Linked DNA regions of Mus musculus: region 2 is linked to region 1. A link is a contact called in public HiChIP or PLAC-seq data. All regions are on one chromosome and are shown on one strand. The core of a region is the stretch at or near the end of the contact, and the rest is flanking DNA. Distances in the headings are between cores, read along the strand shown.

Region 1 (2,700 bases), core at 132-2,631:
TAAAAATTTTAAAGGAAAAGATAGCAGTGAAAGGGGAATGAGTGGCTACATCTGGGTAAAGCTAAGGTGGAGAATGGACAGGAAATAAGGCTAGGCTGAGCCTGGACTTCTATGGGAAAAGGTAGGGAGCCCTGTGTTCCACTGGCTGAACCCCACAGCTCCCCAGGAGTCCCCCCAGACTCATACTCACATTCCCCATTTGAGCTGTGAAGTTCTTCCAGCTGGCTAGAACTGGTCTGGGCATAATAGGCAGATCTGCACACCAGTGGGGCCTGGTCACGGCAGGAAGCTTCGTTGATAAATAGTATTGCTTTGCAACCACAGCTCTGAGGCATCTCTAGCAGTCTGGACCAACTCAGCAGCATCATTTATTGATTACAGTGAGATGGATGATTGGCATCTGGTCTCTGAGAGGTCTTCAAAAGGCAGCGCCATCAGGCTGGGATGCAAGAATTCACCTCTGATCAACACAGTCTAAGAAGCCTGTACCAAGACTCCCAGTCAGAGCTCATATCCGAGAATCCCACACTCGTGCCACTGACCCAGGAGAGAGAGAACAGGCGAGTGGCCTTTCCCAGGGGTTCAGAGCAGTCTTTCCAGAGCATGCTGCAGTGACAGTTCCTCTGTGGAACGCTGCTGCTGCTGTGTCACAGCCTGTCTCACACAAATCAATAGATTTGTAAGCATTGGCACCATGGGTCCTGTGTGTCCTCAGCCATCAAGCCCTGTCTAACAGCTGTCTCAGCACATGCTCAGCCTCCTCCTCCTGCCTCCAGATCACAGTGAGAGCTTTTCTGACACCTTAAAATAGACCTTGGATCAGGTCAGAGGACAACCACTCTGTGTGTGTGTGTGTGTGTGTGTGTGTGTATGTGTGTGTGTGTGTGTGTGTCTGTGTCTGTGTGTGTGTGTCTATGTGTGTGTGTCTGTGTGTCTATGTGTCTGTGTGTATGTCTGTGTGTGTGTATGTCTGTGTGTGTGTCTGTGTGTGTGCGCGTGCAAGCGCGTGTAGAGGAATCAGATCCAGGGCCTCACGAATACTATGCAAGCATTCTACCACTGAGCTACATCCCCAGGTCCCATTGCAGCCATTTTCAATTTTGTTTCTCACTCTGGACTCCGGAACCAGGCACTGCTGGTGAGACAAGGCCCACAAAACTCCCAAGTGTTTTCCAACCTCCAGGGAGAATAAGAAGTTCTCTGGATTAAAACCTGTGGCCATGGAAACTGAAATGTAAAAATCAGACTTTTCTAACCAAACTGAAGCTTATGCAATTAAACAAACGAATGACTAATGAAATGACTATAAAGCGCTTTGCAGAAAGTCTGTGTAAATGAAGGCAGAGGATAATGAGACATGGTGAGGCTCTCCCCGCTCTCACGAATGACTGGGAGAGTGCTGTTCTAAGTCCTCCCACAGGGATTGTGATTTGGGAGAGTGCTGTTCTAAGTTTTCCTGCGTGGAACACTGGGCGTCAGTATTCAAAGACGTGTCAGTGTGCAAAACTGAGCAATTTGGGGGAAAATGGAGATCTTAACCACAAGGCCTGATTTGTCTGTGAGCCTGGATACCTGGTGGGCCTCACTGGACAGACAGTCAGCCTGGCTTCACACAGGACAGCTGGGGAGAAGCTCTGCAAAGCGTCAGGCAAGACTACCTTGAAGACCCTCTTTCCCAGAAAAGCAAGCTGCAGCCAGTTGGACTCAAGGCTTCAGATGCTTGAGAACATCTTCACAGGCCCCAGGGGGGTGGAAACAAGGACTCAGCTACCCCTATGTCCATCACACAGATAGCTGAGTCCCATAAGACTTCAGTCATCGCTGTGAACTGCTGGGTGGAAGTAGGAAGAGGACTAAAGGTTGTCCTCTGCCTGCTTTAACCAAGGAAAGCTTCTTGTGAGAGGCAGGGCATTCAATGGGGACAACAGGGGCAGTGCCAGCTAAGCACCTTGGAGGGACACTGGAGGAAGGTGAGCTGAGAGCAGAAGGCGTCATGAGAACAGGTGAGCATTTCCCTCTCTTTGATGCTTATTTCAAAGCACGAAGTTCCCAAGGCTGCAGCCAATACACTTTTGGCACATGCCTTTATCTCTCTCTCTCTCTCTCTCTCTCTCTCTCTCTCTCTCTCTCTCTCTCTCTGGTTCTAACCTGGAAATGCAAATCCACCATGTATAGTTTATAGCTCCTCGCTGGCCAGGACCACAGATCATCCATCAGCTCAGAAAGAAACTTCTAGAAATACCTCCATCTACTTCCTTCTCCATCAGAATCGCCTTTGCTTAAGGGTACCTTGGAGCAAACGGTCATCTCCTACACTAATGCTCCCCCAAGCCTGCCTCCCCTGTCTTCTGCCACTGAATTCTCCCACTCCACTCAGTCAAATGGGGTCTCTCAGTCGCATTCCCTCCCTGAGACTCGGGGACCATTGCAGGAGAGGAGGCCAGAGGTTGTAAGAGCCAGAGGTCAAAGAGGACCAGAGTGACACAGTGTCTTCTGGACATGACAGAGCCACTTGCATGTGCTTATGACACAGGGACTCATGGTGCCTGTAGCTGCCTGCACAAAAGCTGTGGAAGATCAAGCCAGATAGTGTTCTAGTAGGAAGGGGGAGGGGCTCACGAGCTCCCACCCTTAGCTGAGGAGCTACGAACAGTTTGTGGCTTCTTGGGGAAGGAGACTCAGTTTCTTTAAGGGTGTGGC
Region 2 (2,700 bases), core at 108-2,607, 900 kb before region 1:
GCACTGGAAAGGAGGCTAGCTTCAGTTTAAAACCTCAGCGGGGAAGAAAAACCAGAATTCTGACTTGCAACTGACGAAACTCGGAGAACCCTGAATCGAACTCTTGGTTCGAACTTCACTCACAACCATTTTCAGATCAGGGCTCTCGACTCCCCATAAAGGTGTCATCTGTGAATGAAAAGCCTAATAAGGAGACCCCACAAACACCCTGGGCTCCTGTACCCCATGATCCGTTCTCAGAGAGTGGGAAGCAACAGCAAAGTGGAAGGAACAAAGCACTGACGTCAATTACGAGATTAACCCTGCGCACAGGCAGCTGGGGAGGCCTAAACATCAATACCCAAAGCCCGGCCATGGCGATCGCCAGGTACCAGGCCGGTTCCGAGCGGGAAGGAGGGTTTCTCCTATTCCAACCCAGGTTCCCATTTTTCCACTCAAACCCCATCGACCATCAAGGACGGAAATTAACACCCCCCCAGCCTCCCCCCCTTTTTTTTTTCTTTCGGTGGAGGGGAGGTGGGAGAGTGGGGGTGGGGGGAGGTGCGCAGGATCGCGAGAAGGAAGGCGAGAACTAGTTGAGAAATGATAGCCAGAATCTGGGCCTATTTTCTCTTTAACTAGGAATGACTTGAGTCAGACGAAGGAAAAATTTTTCAAAGGATAAATCCGCCGACCGAATCAAAGGGAGGAATGGAGGAAGGGACAACGGGGGGGGGGGGGGAGGAAAAAAAGAAGAAACGGCCAGATGATGGGCGTCTGGAATGTCGGATGGGAACGGCTTGGCCTTTAAAGAAAAAAAAAATGATTTTTCTTGTTTGAAATTGATTTCGGAGAGAAAGTGGGACGAGAAAACGTAGGGCGAAGCCGGATCCAGGGGCCCCCCGCCCCGCGGGTCTCCGCCAGCGTCAGCGGCCGGAGCCTCGCCTTCCCCGCGGCGCGGCCGCGCCTCAGACGTCAGTCAGTCAGTCAGGCAGGCAGTCAGGCGGCTTCTCACCTCCAGTCCCCGCTCCGCTAGGCCCGAACCATTTCCCGACCGCGGCTGCGGCGGCGGCGGCGCCCGGCCTGCACCTTCACCGGACGCGCATTCGGGCCCGCCCAGGAGGCGGCGACCGGCTGCCTGGGGCGAGGGGCAGCGGCCGATCCGGAGGCCACGGGGAGCCGAGGCGGCGCACCTCACACCGCGGACGCCAGGGTTCCGCCCCGCTCCATGACGGCCCGGCCGAGCCCCGGACGGGTGACTGAGGCGGGGGCGGGCTGACGGGGCCCTGGCACCAAGATCCCCGCCCCGTCCGCTGGGGGCGGCGGTGGCGGCGGCGGCGGCGACGACTCGACTCCCGCAGCCGGGACTGGGACTGACGCAGTGGCCGCGGCCCATGTGACCAGGGCCGGGCTGCTGCGAGCGTCACGTGACCAGGCCGCGCCCCTCCCGCAGGCAGCGCGGGGGCTGCGGCCCTGCTGCTGCTCTGGAGGCGGCGTCGGCGGGGCTGACGCGCGGGCTGACGTGCGGGGGCGCCTGGGCCCGGGGCTGGGGAGCGGGGATGCGAAGCGCGGGTCGCAGCAGGTTCCGCGGGGCCGCACCAGCGTCAGACCCGGGGACAGAACCCGGCCCGGGGCACACGCCCTCCTGCGCAGCCCGCTAGGGAGGCGCCGCGGGGCGGGGCGCAGCCCGGCCGACCGGTTTTGGGGTGCAGGTGAAGGCCCAGGCCCTGCCGCCCGTGTCCCGCAGCGCACCGCAGGAGTAGAGAGGGAAGGATGACGTGGAGGTCCGCAGCGACGTCGTCCACTGCTGCGTGTGACTTACTGTGGGAGGATAAGCCGGCCCTGCATCGTCTTAAAAAAATAAATAAATAAATAAATAAATAAGTAAATAAATAAATATCAGCCTCTGTGGGCTACTTAGTGGATTCAAGGCCAATCTGAGCTACTAAGAAAACCCTGTCAAAACAACACACGGCGACACACACACACACACACAAACACCATCGCTCTTAACATCCTGCTAGTCCAGACAAGCCATAATTTAATTGGAATCAGTAATTAGACAAAGTTTTAAGGTTTCCTAGAATCCAGTAATAGTAGCGCAAGAAAAGTGTCCTCTTCCTCTACATCTGAAAAACATACAATCCTGTCATTGGTGTCCCATGTCTCTTATCTGCTTTCTTTATTTGATGGTACCTCATGCAGATTCTCCACCTCTAACATCTTGAAACACTTCACTCGTTATTTGTAGTTTGTAATTTCACAGTTTGGAAATCCACTCAACTACACACGAGTTCTAAGCCATGTCTCAAAACCACTATCGAGGTATGGTCTGGCGCACACCTTTAATCCCACCACTCTGGAGGCAGAGGGAGGAAGATTTCTGTGAGGCTGATATACATATCCAACACTGGGCAGGTCAAGGATATATAGTGAGAGCCTGTCTCAAAAAGAAAAACACTAAATAAATCTTAAGTTTTACATAGGGTTTCCTCTGTGTAGCCCTGGTTGCCCTGGATCTCACTTTGTAAAACAGGCAGGCTTGGTGCTCAGAGATCTGCCTGCCTCTACCTCTGCTTCCTAAGTGCTGGGATTAAAGAAGTGTATCAGTGTGCCTGGCCATCTTTTCTACTTCCTTATGAAAAATACTGGTGGTGGTGAGATAGTTCAGTGGCTTAAAGGCACTTGCCCACAATCTTGGTGACCTAAATTCTATCCCTG

What was found. HiChIP or PLAC-seq counts read pairs in DNA pulled down with a chosen protein or histone mark.
Region 2: a contact with region 1 is called in a FOXA1 HiChIP or PLAC-seq map of pancreatic cancer cells. The contact joins the promoter of Aff4 here to the enhancer-like site in region 1. A contact is called at or near these places in 1 of 39 promoter capture datasets (hippocampal neurons) and 5 of 115 datasets of contacts at active chromatin or transcription factors (embryonic forebrain, embryonic limb bud, forebrain and 2 more).

What each region holds. Positions count from the first base shown.
Region 1 is chr11:52,450,077-52,452,776 of GRCm38.p6, reverse strand. No RefSeq gene overlaps it. Among named protein-coding and RNA genes, the nearest start is that of 9530068E07Rik, 55 kb to the right of the region's middle. Within about 2 kb of position 1,381, at least 11 of the 459 cell types and tissues checked have an H3K27ac peak or open chromatin away from gene starts, as enhancers often do. A contact at or near this core is called in hippocampal neurons and pancreatic cancer cells, where this site is marked.
Region 2 is chr11:53,349,424-53,352,123 of GRCm38.p6, reverse strand. Aff4 (AF4/FMR2 family, member 4) reads right to left here and starts at 1,357. Exons shown (of 21, transcript NM_033565.2): 1 at 995-1,357.